Regions from separate parts of the Hordeum vulgare genome. Here region 2 is linked to region 1. The links are chromatin contacts, called in public Hi-C maps. All regions are on one chromosome and are shown on one strand. The core of a region is the stretch at or near the end of the contact, and the rest is flanking DNA. Distances in the headings are between cores, read along the strand shown. Region 1 has its middle 75 kb from the start of LOC123431040. Region 2 has its middle 19 kb from the start of LOC123428150.

Region 1 (6,640 bases), core at 2,443-4,942:
CGACACACATAACTTAGATAACGGCACACATACATATGATAACACGACACATGTAGGGCAACATCGCCATGTCTTAACCATCGTCTTCATCGCCGGCTTCACCGTCGTCTTCGTCGCCGTCTTCACTCCTCCTCCTCCCGGCCATTCTCGCCGAGGTAGTACGGGAGGCTGTGCATGCGGTTGGTAGCAGGGAAGATGCTCTCGAAGTCGGTGGAAATGTTGTAGGTGGTGAATGCGATGAACTCGCACCCACACCTTGTCGAGTCGGTAGTAGGCATCAAACCTATTGGTGAAGTGGGTGACGAGCACTATCGCTGGAGCTTGGCTGTTGCGACGATGTTCCTAGAGGCGAAACATGCGCAGCGAGCCCTTCGGGAGGTGGCTAAAGCCCGTACGAAGGAACGACCCGGCAAGCTCACGAGAACTCCTCCAACGTGAGATCGACCACACGCGGAGCGAGCGCTCGACGACGACGAAGGCGGGGTAACGCATCTCCGGCACAGTGGGCGGCTGGATCGACGCCTCCGGAGCGACTGGATCGAGCGACAATCGTGTGGCAGGGATCCAACGATGCGTGCGTGCCAACATGCATGCACGCGAGCAGGTCGATGCATGCATAGCAGGCTGCATCGATCCCAAAGCCGGGCATGGATAAAGGGCTATCCACCGCAACGTCCTCCATAGTAGGCCTATTTATTCTATTACCGGGGTAGTCCACAAACACAAACACGGCCCAACCAGCAAAGCCACATAGCGACAACCAACAGAGTCCAAAGCCCCCCTCCAGAGACCAACGTGGCCCCACTCGTCAAAGTTAACGGTCAAGACGATAAACGTCTGCTATGAGAATTTGTGAGAGTTTCAACTAAGGAAGTGGGGAAAAGTGAGCACAAGTTTGGAGCGTGGGGAAAACTCAGCACAACTAAGGAACCAAGGGCACTAAATTAAATACCCCGAAAAGAAAATATACCACGTTCGAATCATAGGCCGGAAGAGGGACGACCTGGGTAGATGCCAAAACCATTGCACTATATAATAACAAACAATAATAAAAGTAAGAAATTTATATAAGTATCTATCTAAATCATACAAGTAAGATTTTTTTTTTAAAAAAAAGATAAGAACAAGAGGCTCACCACGGTGGTGCCGCTAACGAGATCGACGCGGGCGATCGATGACGGTGAGGACGGGGACGGGATGACACCCTACACATGTGCACACTCTAAGAAGTTAATTTGAGCTCAAATTGTGCATCTAAATCAAAAGAACTCCCACATACACTCCTATACTAAAACTCACAAACCACTTTACTTCTAGAGCATTTGAAATGAGTTGAACTAGCAGTTGGAGATGAAAGGATGAAGTAGCTAACCTTTTAGAACACTTGTGTAGTTGGTGCACTGCCAAATGTAGACAAATCTTGAGGAAAATGGAGCTTGGAGAGGACAAAGCTTAAGTGTGGCTCTGCCATTTCATGGAACACCTCATGTGCATGCATAAAACGGTGGCAAGAGCATGACATGCACACCTCACACAGCCGAAAAACAGAGGAGAGGGTATATATTGGCATCTCTTTGGTCCCGGTTGAGGGCCAGAAAAGGGACAAAAGACTGACCTTTAGTCCCACTTCCAGCCGCCAACTGGGACTAAAGGTGCTGCAGAGCGAGGACCATTGGTCCTGGTTCATGTCTGGAACTGGGACCAAAGGGGTCAAACAAACTGGGACCCTGGACCGAGCGGCACCCTGTCCTCACGAACCGGGATTGATGCACCCATTGGTCCCGGTTTGTAACAGAACCGGGATTAAAGCTCTTATCTCGTGTGGACGAAAGCCATGTTTTCTAGTAGTGCTAGTCCAATAAAGGCTTACCAGGGAGAGTGTGTTGTCTATGTATGCACACATTTATTTGAGTTTCCATTCAATATAATTCTAGCATGGATAATAAACGATTATCTTGAACAACGAAATATAATAATAACATTATTGTCTCTAGGACATATTTCCAACATCATTGACATGAAAAGCGTGTCTACGATCTCGATAGGCTACCTAGCCTCAAAAATCGACAAAAAAAGAAGTGATAAGTTTCATTTCAGATTTGTGAATAAGAGCATCTATGATCGGAACTTGCTAATATGGGCCCTCATATTCCCACGGACGCGCCACGGCGTTTTCGCGGGTACTGACTGGTCACGGCTCAAACAATCCATTCTACAACCGAACACCTCAAATATCATGTCTCAGATCCATACAAACCAGGCAACTACTACGTCGGTGCACTACACACATCGTCTGACTACTCCATTAATACTAATATGCCATCGGACTATCTATATTAGGCATGCTTGGCTATGGTGGAGATCAGCCACGACTACCCTTGCCCTTTCCCGAGCCCTTGCCGTCCTTCTCGCCGAAGTACTGGTCATAGACGCAGTACGGATCAAGCCGGATCTGCTCGTCGCTGGAGCTGTCCTCGCCGTCACTCAACTCCTTCTCCTCCTTTAATGGTAGTCCGGCCATTTCACGGACCGTCCCATTATGCTCACGGGCGAGGGCCCGCGTGTTCCTTCGTCGTCGTTTCTTCAAAATGCGGGCGCAGATGGCTTACTCCTTAACCCCGTCTGTGCAACCGCATCAACCGCCTCCGATGCCGCCATCTTCTTCGCTAGACAGACCTTGGCGGCCCTTATCCTCTCCTTCCCGTGGATGGCGGCCCGATCCCGGTGGGACTCGAAATCTGCTGGATCGGTGAAGGGGAAGGAGAGATTTTTCGCCCGACGAGACCGCGATGTTCCTGTCCCACAGGAACCGAGCGCCCCTTTGAGCGGACGCTATGGAGTCGCAGCGGATAGATCCTGCCGTCGGTTGGGCGATATCCTCTTGGGAGCAGCGGAGTGCAATGCGGGCCGTCCTTGCCTCCTCCAATCCACACGGGATGACCTCCTAGTCGATGATCCGTACTGATCGGAGTCAGATCCACTGCCCTCCATGTCGGAGAAGGCCGGAGATCGCCTGAGTAGAGCTAGGGTGACGGATGGGAGTGCAGGGTAGTGGAGTGAAGTGGCTAGGATTTGGTCCAATGAGCAGATGGGGATAAATATATGTGGGATCGATGCGGGCTAGTGCGGGCATGCCCGGGCGTCCCCATATCCGCCCCATATTCGGACTAGATATGAGGGGTGCCTGTCAGCCCGGACGTTTGATGCCGATTTGGAAGATCCGGCTGGGTCGAAATTTTATGACCGGTGAGTGAACGGACGGTCTGCACGAACGTTTAAGGGGGTATGGGGTCCGGCTATAGATGCTCTAATAAACCTAAAAAAATAGACCTGAAAAAAGACACAAAACATCCATTTGTTTCTTAGGAAGCAATACTCACTCACTTTGTGAAATACTTGTTCCATGCACAAAATTTGTTTGTTTCAACGCGGTAATTTCGCAAATACAACACAACTCGGACGGCTTATACGGCCTTTTCTTAATTATTGTTGGTAGTTAGGACATACCAAGTGTGGAACAGTGGGAGTTTGAGTGTGGCCATAAACTCCACATTTGGAAGATGCTCAACGTATGGCTATAAGAGTTTGTTGAGGAAAATCTAGCTGGATGTCAGCTTAGACGTTAATGCATTCCTTATTGGGAAGTAGGCATCACAACCCATGTCCCATTCCTAGTACCCAAACTGTAGCTGGACCAATATAGATGCCCAAGAAATTAGCTACCGGTCCATGTAATCTAGACCTAACTTGGTACCGCCATAGTGATGGTGATGATGAAGAAAGGGCAACATGATCTGGTGGCCGGTGGGTGTGAGTAACCATTGCAAAACATAAAGCAGGATGTTTTGTACATACCATTACCATATAAACACAAGAGGGCAAATATAGTAGTACTCCATTCAGTTCAGTTCAACTTTGAGGTTTTTCCTAGTGTGTCCTACCTTAACTGTTTCCAGTGAAGTTATAGGTAATATGTGCTTATTCTTATCTTTCCAGGAAGAGTATGGACTCGGCTTTATCTTATCTTTTTCTGAATTATTGATGACGTATAGCGCCATTGTTTTCCTCGACGCCGACTAGTCGATCACCCTTCAAAGTCTACACATCGAGAGCTTAACATGGACACGAACATCGAACCAACTCCTACATACATAGTTTCATCTTTTCTTCTCTTTTCTTTCTTGAAACATGCTAGATGTGGGGTTGCAAGTTAATTGCAACCCTGCAGGACAAAGGTGGCAACTATATCACGGATTTGTTAATAGATATTAGGAGTTAGGACGATGTTGTACAGCCACAGTGGGTTTCATTCAATACCCTTTCTTTTCTTGTGTTAGCTCTCCCTAACCCAGCTTGACACACACCCATGTTGTTTGTTGGCTATTACAAATAGCAGTTATGTTTTTTATCAAGTACTTGCTGTTACTAGTTAGAAAAATGTCAGGTGATACTACAGATGGAGCTTCATATAGCTTTGAAAGGAAGGGACACCTTTTCGCGGTAGCATCCTGTCAACAATTGTGGTGGTTGGTTGTGTCAAGAGATTCAAACTTGAAATGTTGCAGCATCACACATCAACGCAGGACATGGGCATCATCTCTTTTCCTTGCCTTACTAAATTATGAAGGTGCCTAGCTTGATCAGAGATTTCCTGCTCCTCCTGTTCTGCTACGCTGCGCTGCAGAGGAAAGAGTATTCAGAAGTGGAGGAGTTGTGTATACGAAGGCGTGCCTACTTTAGACTGTTTCTGCTTATTACATTGGCGTACATGTGAGAGCAACAACAGCATGGGAGGAGATGGTACTACTGTGGTACTTCCCAGCAGCAGCAGCAGCCGTGACACCATCAAGATTTGACCAGTAAAAAAGGATGCCGATTTACTGCCCCCGTATTCAGTCATTCTTCCGTCATCAACCACAAAAGGTATATACATTTTTGACCACACGCAAAGAAAGCTATACCCCATATCTGATGCCTGTGTCGAGTCACGGAACCGCCCATCTCCTCTTCTGGTCATCGTCTACCTCTGCATGTCTCCTCTTCAAACCCCTCCTATCCTCTGCCGCGATGGCGTCACTCCACTTGCCTCTTCTCTCCTCTCGTTCTCGCCTGACTTTTTGAACTGAAACCAAAGAGCCTTTCGGTGCATGTCTCCCTGGTCGGTCACCTTCACTGCACCTCGGCATGCCATGCGGCAGAAGAATCAGGACTTGAGGATCGGAGGCCGCGTGATCCCTGCGGCTTTCTCTTGCAAGGCGACAAGACAAGCCAGGCCTGCGCTTGTGCGGGAAACAGCACCTCCTCGTCAGACCTGCACGCCGCGCATGGATCTGCATGCATGTGCAGGTCGACGTGAACTGAAATATTTCCGTGGGGGAGACACACGGAATCGATGCGGGCCGTGGACTGCAAAAGCCGGTGCGTCTCTCGCAAGAAAGGAAAGGAGAACTTGCGTTGCGTTCTGGGCATTCAACTGAGCCAGCCAAACTCAAGTAAGGAATGAATGAAGGGACCCTTTTCTTTTCTGTCCTTTTCCATTTCTTATTACTCATGCTATTCTGAAACTAGTGATATCCTTTTTATAGCATAGTACAAACGCGGATGCTTTTATAATCATACATTCATATATACATAGCTTACATTCAGTAGTGGAGCTCGAATCAAACCATGTCTGAAGCAGTCTGTATGGCTGCAGTGTAATACAGCCGGACATAGCAAATATGCACCATAAAAACAACTCCAACATAGCGACCTATTTCGTCTGCCTCCGTTCGTTTGGGTTCGAATGGATAAAAGTGATGGTCCAGCATGCGGACTCATTGTTAAAACGCGTCCGCTTCGCCTCCACGCCCACCCATTTTCGGCTTAAATTTAGGACTAAAATGGATTAGCGTGGATGCAAAGACGGCGCGCGCACCCCCTCTCGGTGTCCGCATGTGGTCAACCTGACCCACTTGTCACACAGTCACCCACCCACGTCTGCCTGCTTATTTAATTTGCTGGCCTCATGCTATTCTGAAACTATTATTTTATTGCCACAGTACTGCTGCTCACTTGCTTTCCGTTGGATGCATATGTTGACTCATTTAAAAAAACGAACACGGACAGGCTGGCGGACGACCCAAACGGACGAAAAACGGACAAAATCGTCGTTCGTTTGGTTCGACCCGTTGAAGTTTCTCTAAATGTCCGCGAACGCGCCCGGTGAGTGGTCGGGCGTGTCCCTTATTTGTCCATCCGCGTAGCCACAATCCTCATTTCTTCCTCAAATGTCCGATCACTTGCTTACGATTGGTGAAGAGAAAGAAAGAGAAAGAAAAGAAGAAATAAAAAAGGAAAAGATGGTCCGGATAGGGTCGCATCCTACGTGACGAACTGATCGGACACGCCCAAACACGTCCGTGAACTCTCATATCCTTCTTATATTTAAGATGACCTGAACGTATAAGAATGATATGGGTCCGGTTAGATCATTTCTTGATTCTTTTTCTTTTTTTTCTTATCATTAATTGGACGCGTCCGTAACATATGAAGGGTTGTTTGAAGCGTCCGGCTGTAGATGTTTTAAGAGCGTCCGATTCGATATTGAAGAGGATGCGGTAGGAGTACTTTGCTGCAATCAAGACCTTCGTACAAAATT
Region 2 (6,509 bases), core at 3,028-5,527, 130 kb after region 1:
CTTATTCGTGCGTGATAAATCTGAAACTCGTGGGATTCGGGAACCGCAAGCAACAGTTGCTGTTTGCCGCAGCCTTTGCCCGTCTAGTCCTACATCACATCGCTACGAGCATCCGATCCGAACTTGAAGATGATGGGTGGCGTACAAGTGCTTGGCGGCAGTCAAGCTCCTGTGCACAGTACCATGTTTAGCACATGGAACTCGGTATTTCGGTTCAAACTTGAAAGCATATTCATTTTTCTGGTGCATAAATAACAAAGCGAGGGTGCGTATTCAAGTGCAGCACAACTGTACAAGTACTCTCAGTGTTGTACATGCATGGAAGAGACGCGTTGCGGTTGGCTGTTCGGTTTGGCCAGTACAAACTCGTGTTAAACCGTTAGGCGAGATCGACAGGCACTACTGCAGATGGAGGAACTCGCGGACATTGCACGGTCCGTCCAGCATCAATGCAAGTGTTTTCTTGCGTTATACCGCCGCCGCGTCTCCAGCTGCCTACATACTCCTACGCACAAACGCTCAACGCCTACACTGTCCCATTAATTCCCGAAGCAACGTTCGTACGTAGTACGTGCATATACGGCATTTCATCGTCAGAAAACTTATACTGGGGCACGGCACGGACATGTACGTTGATACCGCACTGCCTGTTTCCGACACGGCAGTAATTAGCTCCACCGATCTCGCTCGATCGCATGCATGGGAATATTAAACTATACATGCTCTGAGCCTGAGTTGTTGCTGTTCATCCGGTGCTACGGCATGCATGTTTGAATGTGTATATGATCCATTAAAGTCCCTTGTAAATCTCACAAGCTTGGCATTGCTTCCTTCCTGCGCTAGATGCGTACGTTACTCGCATCAATTGCTAAGATACGGACGTATGTTTTCTGTCCGCATCTGCTGGCAAATGCATGCATCCACCAACAGAAACATCGTACAACCGGTGCCTTGTTTACTTCCTCGGAATCAACAACCTCTCCATCGATCCATATCGATCAATCGATCGTGCATTGCATTGTTAAACATGGAATGGATCGACGGATCGTCTTTGTTATTCAGGGTTCGATCAGGTGGTTAGGTAGTGAGCTCACGGCTGACGCATTTTGGCATATGGCCGCCAGCATAAACTACGCATTGGTGGATTGTGGTGCTGCCTTTGACACAAGCACGCTAATACTTAAACAGCATGGCATCAGTTTGTCTCACCAATTATCTCAGCACAGGACCACATATATACTACTAGGTACAAGTGTACAGCTGATGCTTCAAGTGGTGCACCCATTGATCAGAGCGTCAACGCACTATCTGATCGCCGCCTTATCGACTAGCACATGACCAACATGTACATACATAATCATATACAGCATGGGAGCCATGGAGCTGTTCCAAATATATTTTTTACAGAAATGCAGTGATGCATGCACCTCATACATCCAGAACCCAGAGTTATGATTAACCTGCCTGCAGCTAGCAGTGCAGGCCGGTACGTACAGGTAGATGCTCATGCTCCTGCAGTGGCTGTGCGTATCGTGCAGTGCTACACTGCTGCCATGGCTGATGACCTGATGTTACACTTACCATGGCCGGCCGAGCCGTCCCGTCCCGGAGTGGCACAACAGCGGAGAGACCGGCGGGGTCGCCGTTGTCGCCCCCGCCGTTACAGTAAGAATGTTCAGAGATGCTGAAATAGTTGCTCACTGTAAGGCTGAGCGATGTTGGCGTTGGTTTCCACTGTGACTCCATCTTAGTCAGCGACCGGCTGATCGAGCTGGCTACTGCTTGCGAGACGCGACGTTTCGGGCTCGATTGGATTCGGTTGTGCCACTGTTCGGGACTGTTGTCGGGAACAGCAAAGCTCAAGCAAGTATCTGAAACTATTCTCGACGAGTACGTCTTCTGTAAGTGCCACTACTCGCATCCCTTCCTTTTCCTTTTTGAAAGACATTATATTTCCGGGTTTTTTTCTTTTTGCAGCGTGGCTTGATATTTCCGTTGAGCACTTAACTGATAGAATTCAGTCCGGAAGGGCAAAAAAAGTAGGATCAAAAGTTTTTGCTGATAAATTCAGACGAAACTTGGCGGTCCAAGCAAGCTCAGAATTCAGACAAGATCGCATGTATATATGATGTATAAGGTGGATCACGACCTCAACCATATAAACTAGAAGATGGGTCAAATACATAATATCCACATAATACATATACTCAACAGGGAGGGCAGCGGCCTCACCGGTGACGGTGGGCGGTGGACAGGCTTGCCGCAAAGGAGGAGGAGCACCGTCTACACCCATGCTTGCCGCAAGTCGGCGGCGGCATCCTTTCTCGGCGTCAAGTACGGAGCCACCGCTCCTCTCCCGCAACTAGATCTAAGTTTTATCTATGTGTTTCATTTATGTATCAACTCCAGTGTGTTGTGATAAACATGGTAGCGGGAACTGTGTTTTATCTATGTTTTTAAATTTACAATATGCTTTTGCGTTATGTGTTCAGTCGGGCGCATCAAAGATTTTACGGGATGGTAATATAGCGCATCTGCTAGAGTTGTTCTTAAGGTTTTTCTTTTTCTTGTTTCACTAGATGGTTGTCAATGTGTTGTAATGGTTTATAAATATTTTAGTAGGTTAGCTAGTGATTTATATGTGCGTAGTGTGATTGTGTAAGAAAATAAAATTTTATTGGTAAACCTTTAAATGGTATCCCCGGAAAGAAAATTGGTAAGCATTTACTATATACGTAAGAAAGCATAATTTTATTTTCAAACTCAATAAGAGGTGGGGTAGTCTACGCGGTTTTCAAGTAAAATTGAAGAAAAACCCTGAGATGAAAAAAATACAAAAAATAAGCAAGAGGGATAGGATTGTATTGAAGGTTGGACAAAGCACAAGCAGACAACATAAACTCATATTCATTTTAAATAATAGAGAATTCTTATTAACGAATTTTATGTTTATTTTTATAAGTTGTAGTTGTGTCCTTCGTATTCCTTTTTTAGAAATATCATTAGCACCTTATAAAATAAGTATATTACTTACAACTCGTGAATATTTTAAATAAATAATGTATATTCTAAAGAACTCATGAACATTTCAATGTCTCCTGAATACAATTTTATTTATTTGTTTATTTTCAAATTTGTGAACATTTTAATAAATTCAATAAATAAATGTTTCATAAACAAGGAAAATGGAAAAATAAATGAAAGAAATGAAGAGAATGCGGAATTTTCTATAGTCTACTAATCCCGGCAAAATGGGGCGCCCCTATGTCTGCTTTACAGCAAGATGTAGGGCAACCTCGCATGAAGGCGAGTGCGAGATGAGCCAGCCCAGGCATGCGGGAGGCCGCAGCCTCAACTGTTTTCTTTTTTATAATATTTTGTCTTGTTTTTGTTACTCTTGTTTATATTTTCAAACATTTTATATTTATATTTAAAAAACAATTACAATGTATATTACAAAAATTATAAACACTAGCAAATATGTTCGTGCGTTGTATCGAGAGAAAAAAATGACAAGCTTTGCTGCGAAGCAAAACTCAGTTATCATTAATTAGGTTGGGCATTTGGATGATAAATGTGATGATGAAAAAAATGATGAATCAATTAATAATAGGATTCTTTGGGACCCTAATCGGGTGAACAACTTTATATTTAGACTACCATACTCATAATAAAAATATCCTATATTTATTATTTATTTTGAGTTACGGACGTGAGACAATAAAAGTGTGGTATAATTCGTCCGATGTCCATGCATGTATGCTTCAGTCGTGTGCGTTGACCGTGTACTCCTTGTCGTATATATGTTCTAAGTTTCTGTTATGTTGCGATATACTATATAGAGTTCTCCATTGCAATTGCATCTCTACTTAGTCTGTTGCTCCATTCACGTTTACTGGACAGAAACACAGTAAAATTATTATTTTAGATTGTCAAGTTGAACCTTAATACAGAAAGCAGTTGAGAGAACAAACGTATACCACATCCATTTATGTGCACGGCTGCACTGAATTTATCTATCCATGATGGAAAAGGCCAACACGTCTAGAAGAGACCAGCCACCTCGCTGCGTCCATCAACACGCGAGATCAACTTCCCGTCGCTTCGGTTTCTCTACCGCGATATTCACATCCCGACCTCCCGCTAGTCTCGCAGAAGAGACACGTTGCTCCGGCTAGCTTGAGGCCGCCGTCGGGATCCTCACGCTGCAGTCGGCCCGCTAGAGACCGCCATCGCTCCAGCACCAACGGCCGGCCCACCATGGATCTTTCTTGGGTGCTGGCTCCGGCCCGCTCAAGGCCGTCGTCGCTCCAGCACCGACGGCCACTCGATGGCCGGCCTGCCATGGATGGATCTTACTCCGGTGCTCTTCTTTCAGCCTCTGCTCCCTCTGTTTGCTGATTTGTAGCCAGCAGCACACCAATTTGGTGTCTTATTTTTCTCTTTTACTCGCTCACAACATTCCCCATAATTTAATTTATGCATCTGTTTGTTGATTCTCTAGTCAGCTTGCTGATTTCCAGCCAACTCGCACTTGTATATAAATTGGTGTAATTTGATAAAAAAGGCAAGGTGGGGCTATTTTAATTTGTGGTGAATCCTATTTCTAGCACAGGCATACCTTGTTCAATGGGGTTAGGAGAGGCCCTCTCGCGCAAAAGCACGCCAGCGCCAAATTCCCGAGCTCACTTCACGGCGGTCCGACCGCCTTCTTCGCCCCATTCCAGGGCTCACCTTGCCGGAGAGGGCCGCCTGGGATGGAGGAGGCCGTCCGCGCCACCTCGTCATTTGCTTGGCTGCTGCGGCGGGACGCCGACGACAAGAGGCGCAGCGACGCGAAGGATCGCCGGATAGAGGATCCCGCGGTGCTACCCGCGGTGAAGGACTAGGCCGGAGGGAGGATCCCGGCGTCGCATGGTCACCTCTCCGTTGAGCTGCCAGCCGCGGGTGCGTGTGGATATGAAAACACTGACCAAAAATGAAACGGGGAGGGAAGGACTGCGGGTTCCATTACCAGAAAAGAGGAGGGCTTTTTTGTAAAAATGTCCCGGTGGGTTTTCCGACAGAAGCGATAGCCTCTTTATTATTAGGTAAAGATTTGGGAATGTTAATAAAATATTTGAACATGTTAAATATGTAAAAACACAAATGTTTCTCATTATACGAAAAATGATTGCAAAATATATACAGTGTCTATGAAAAAGTTGATGGCATAATTGAAAAATATCAATCAAGCACGTCGAAATAAATGTTGATAAAGTGTTTGAAAAATATATGATAAGCTTGTGAAAAATGTATGACAAACTTTTTAAAAATGTAAAAATTTTATAAAAAATGTTTCTCATTTATACAAAAGGTATACAGTATGTATACACAATTTTGATCATATATCTAAATGTATTTCAAAATTTTAAAAATATTCGTTTTGTACATGAAAAAATGAATAGAAGAAATAAGCAATAAAAACATATATTGAAGAAAACGTTAACCATGTATTCAATAAAGCATTCAAAAAGTATATATCATGTATTTGATAAATTTACCAAAACATATCACAAAGCTGTTTCACGTGTATGCTAAAAATGTACACTCACCACTGAAAAAAAAAGGCATGTGTTGAACAAAAGCCAAATGATAATAAAAACCAACGAAGAAAGAAAAAGAAAATGAACAAAAGCAAGAAAAAGGAAAAAATGAAGCATGACGAATAAAAATTGAAAGCAGGGAAGAAAAAAAGTAAACCAAGAAAATAATAAATAAAACCAGCGAAGACCAGGACAAAAAATGGAAACCGACAAAGAAACAAAAAAATTAAAGACGAAATAAATAAAAATATAACACTAAATCAGTGGGTAAAATGAAGAGAATGATGAAAAACAAAGGAAAAAACAAGCATGCGAAGAAACCCGGGAAGATGAAAAGAACCTGAAGGAATAAACGAATAAAGGAAAAAAGATACCACACACATGAGCGCGAGTGGACGCACGTTAAGCCGATAACATGCTGGTTCAGAATTGCCCATACTCAAAATAAAAAAACGTTAGGCCAGACAGACCTTAGTCTTGGAAAATCCTATTTCTCGCTCTGTGCAAAACGATGTCAAGGCTTCGTACAGAGCTGGGGATCGGGCTGGCCCTGGTAATGGAGCTACCGTGGCCGCTTTTGGAAACCTTCCGGCCGGTTTTTCTCGGCTTTGGTAAACTTCTAGAAAGTTTCCTGAACCAGTTTTTTCTTTTTCATTTTTCTTTATTCTTTTTATTCCTTTTCTTTTCCGTTGACAATCAAAAAAATGTTCTTTATTTTTCAAAAACTGTTCTCGGTTTGCAAACTAGATTTTCAGATTCAAACTAGTTCTCAGTTTCAAAAAACGTTTTTAAGATTCAAAAAATGTTCAGGCATTAAAAAATTGTTCGCGCTTTCAATTTTTTCAGGATTTTCCGGAAATGTTTCCAGTTTCAAATTTTGTTTTAAAAAATCAAAAAAGTTCATGCTTTAAAAATATGTTTATG

The links. A called contact is a pair of places that touch in the nucleus more often than the background predicts.
Region 2: a contact with region 1 is called in a Hi-C map of leaf, with 6 times the contacts expected there. The contact joins two enhancer-like sites. A contact is called at or near these places in 3 of 6 Hi-C or Micro-C datasets (leaf and seedling).

Annotation. Positions count from the first base shown.
Region 1 is chr2H:635,568,674-635,575,313 of MorexV3_pseudomolecules_assembly, forward strand. No RefSeq gene overlaps it. Among protein-coding and RNA genes, the nearest start is that of LOC123431040, 75 kb to the right of the region's middle. Within about 2 kb of position 3,693, at least 2 of the 3 cell types and tissues checked have open chromatin away from gene starts, as enhancers often do. A contact at or near this core is called in leaf, where this site is marked.
Region 2 is chr2H:635,702,489-635,708,997 of MorexV3_pseudomolecules_assembly, forward strand. No RefSeq gene overlaps it. Among protein-coding and RNA genes, the nearest start is that of LOC123428150, 19 kb to the right of the region's middle. Within about 2 kb of position 4,278, at least 3 of the 3 cell types and tissues checked have open chromatin away from gene starts, as enhancers often do. A contact at or near this core is called in leaf, where this site is marked.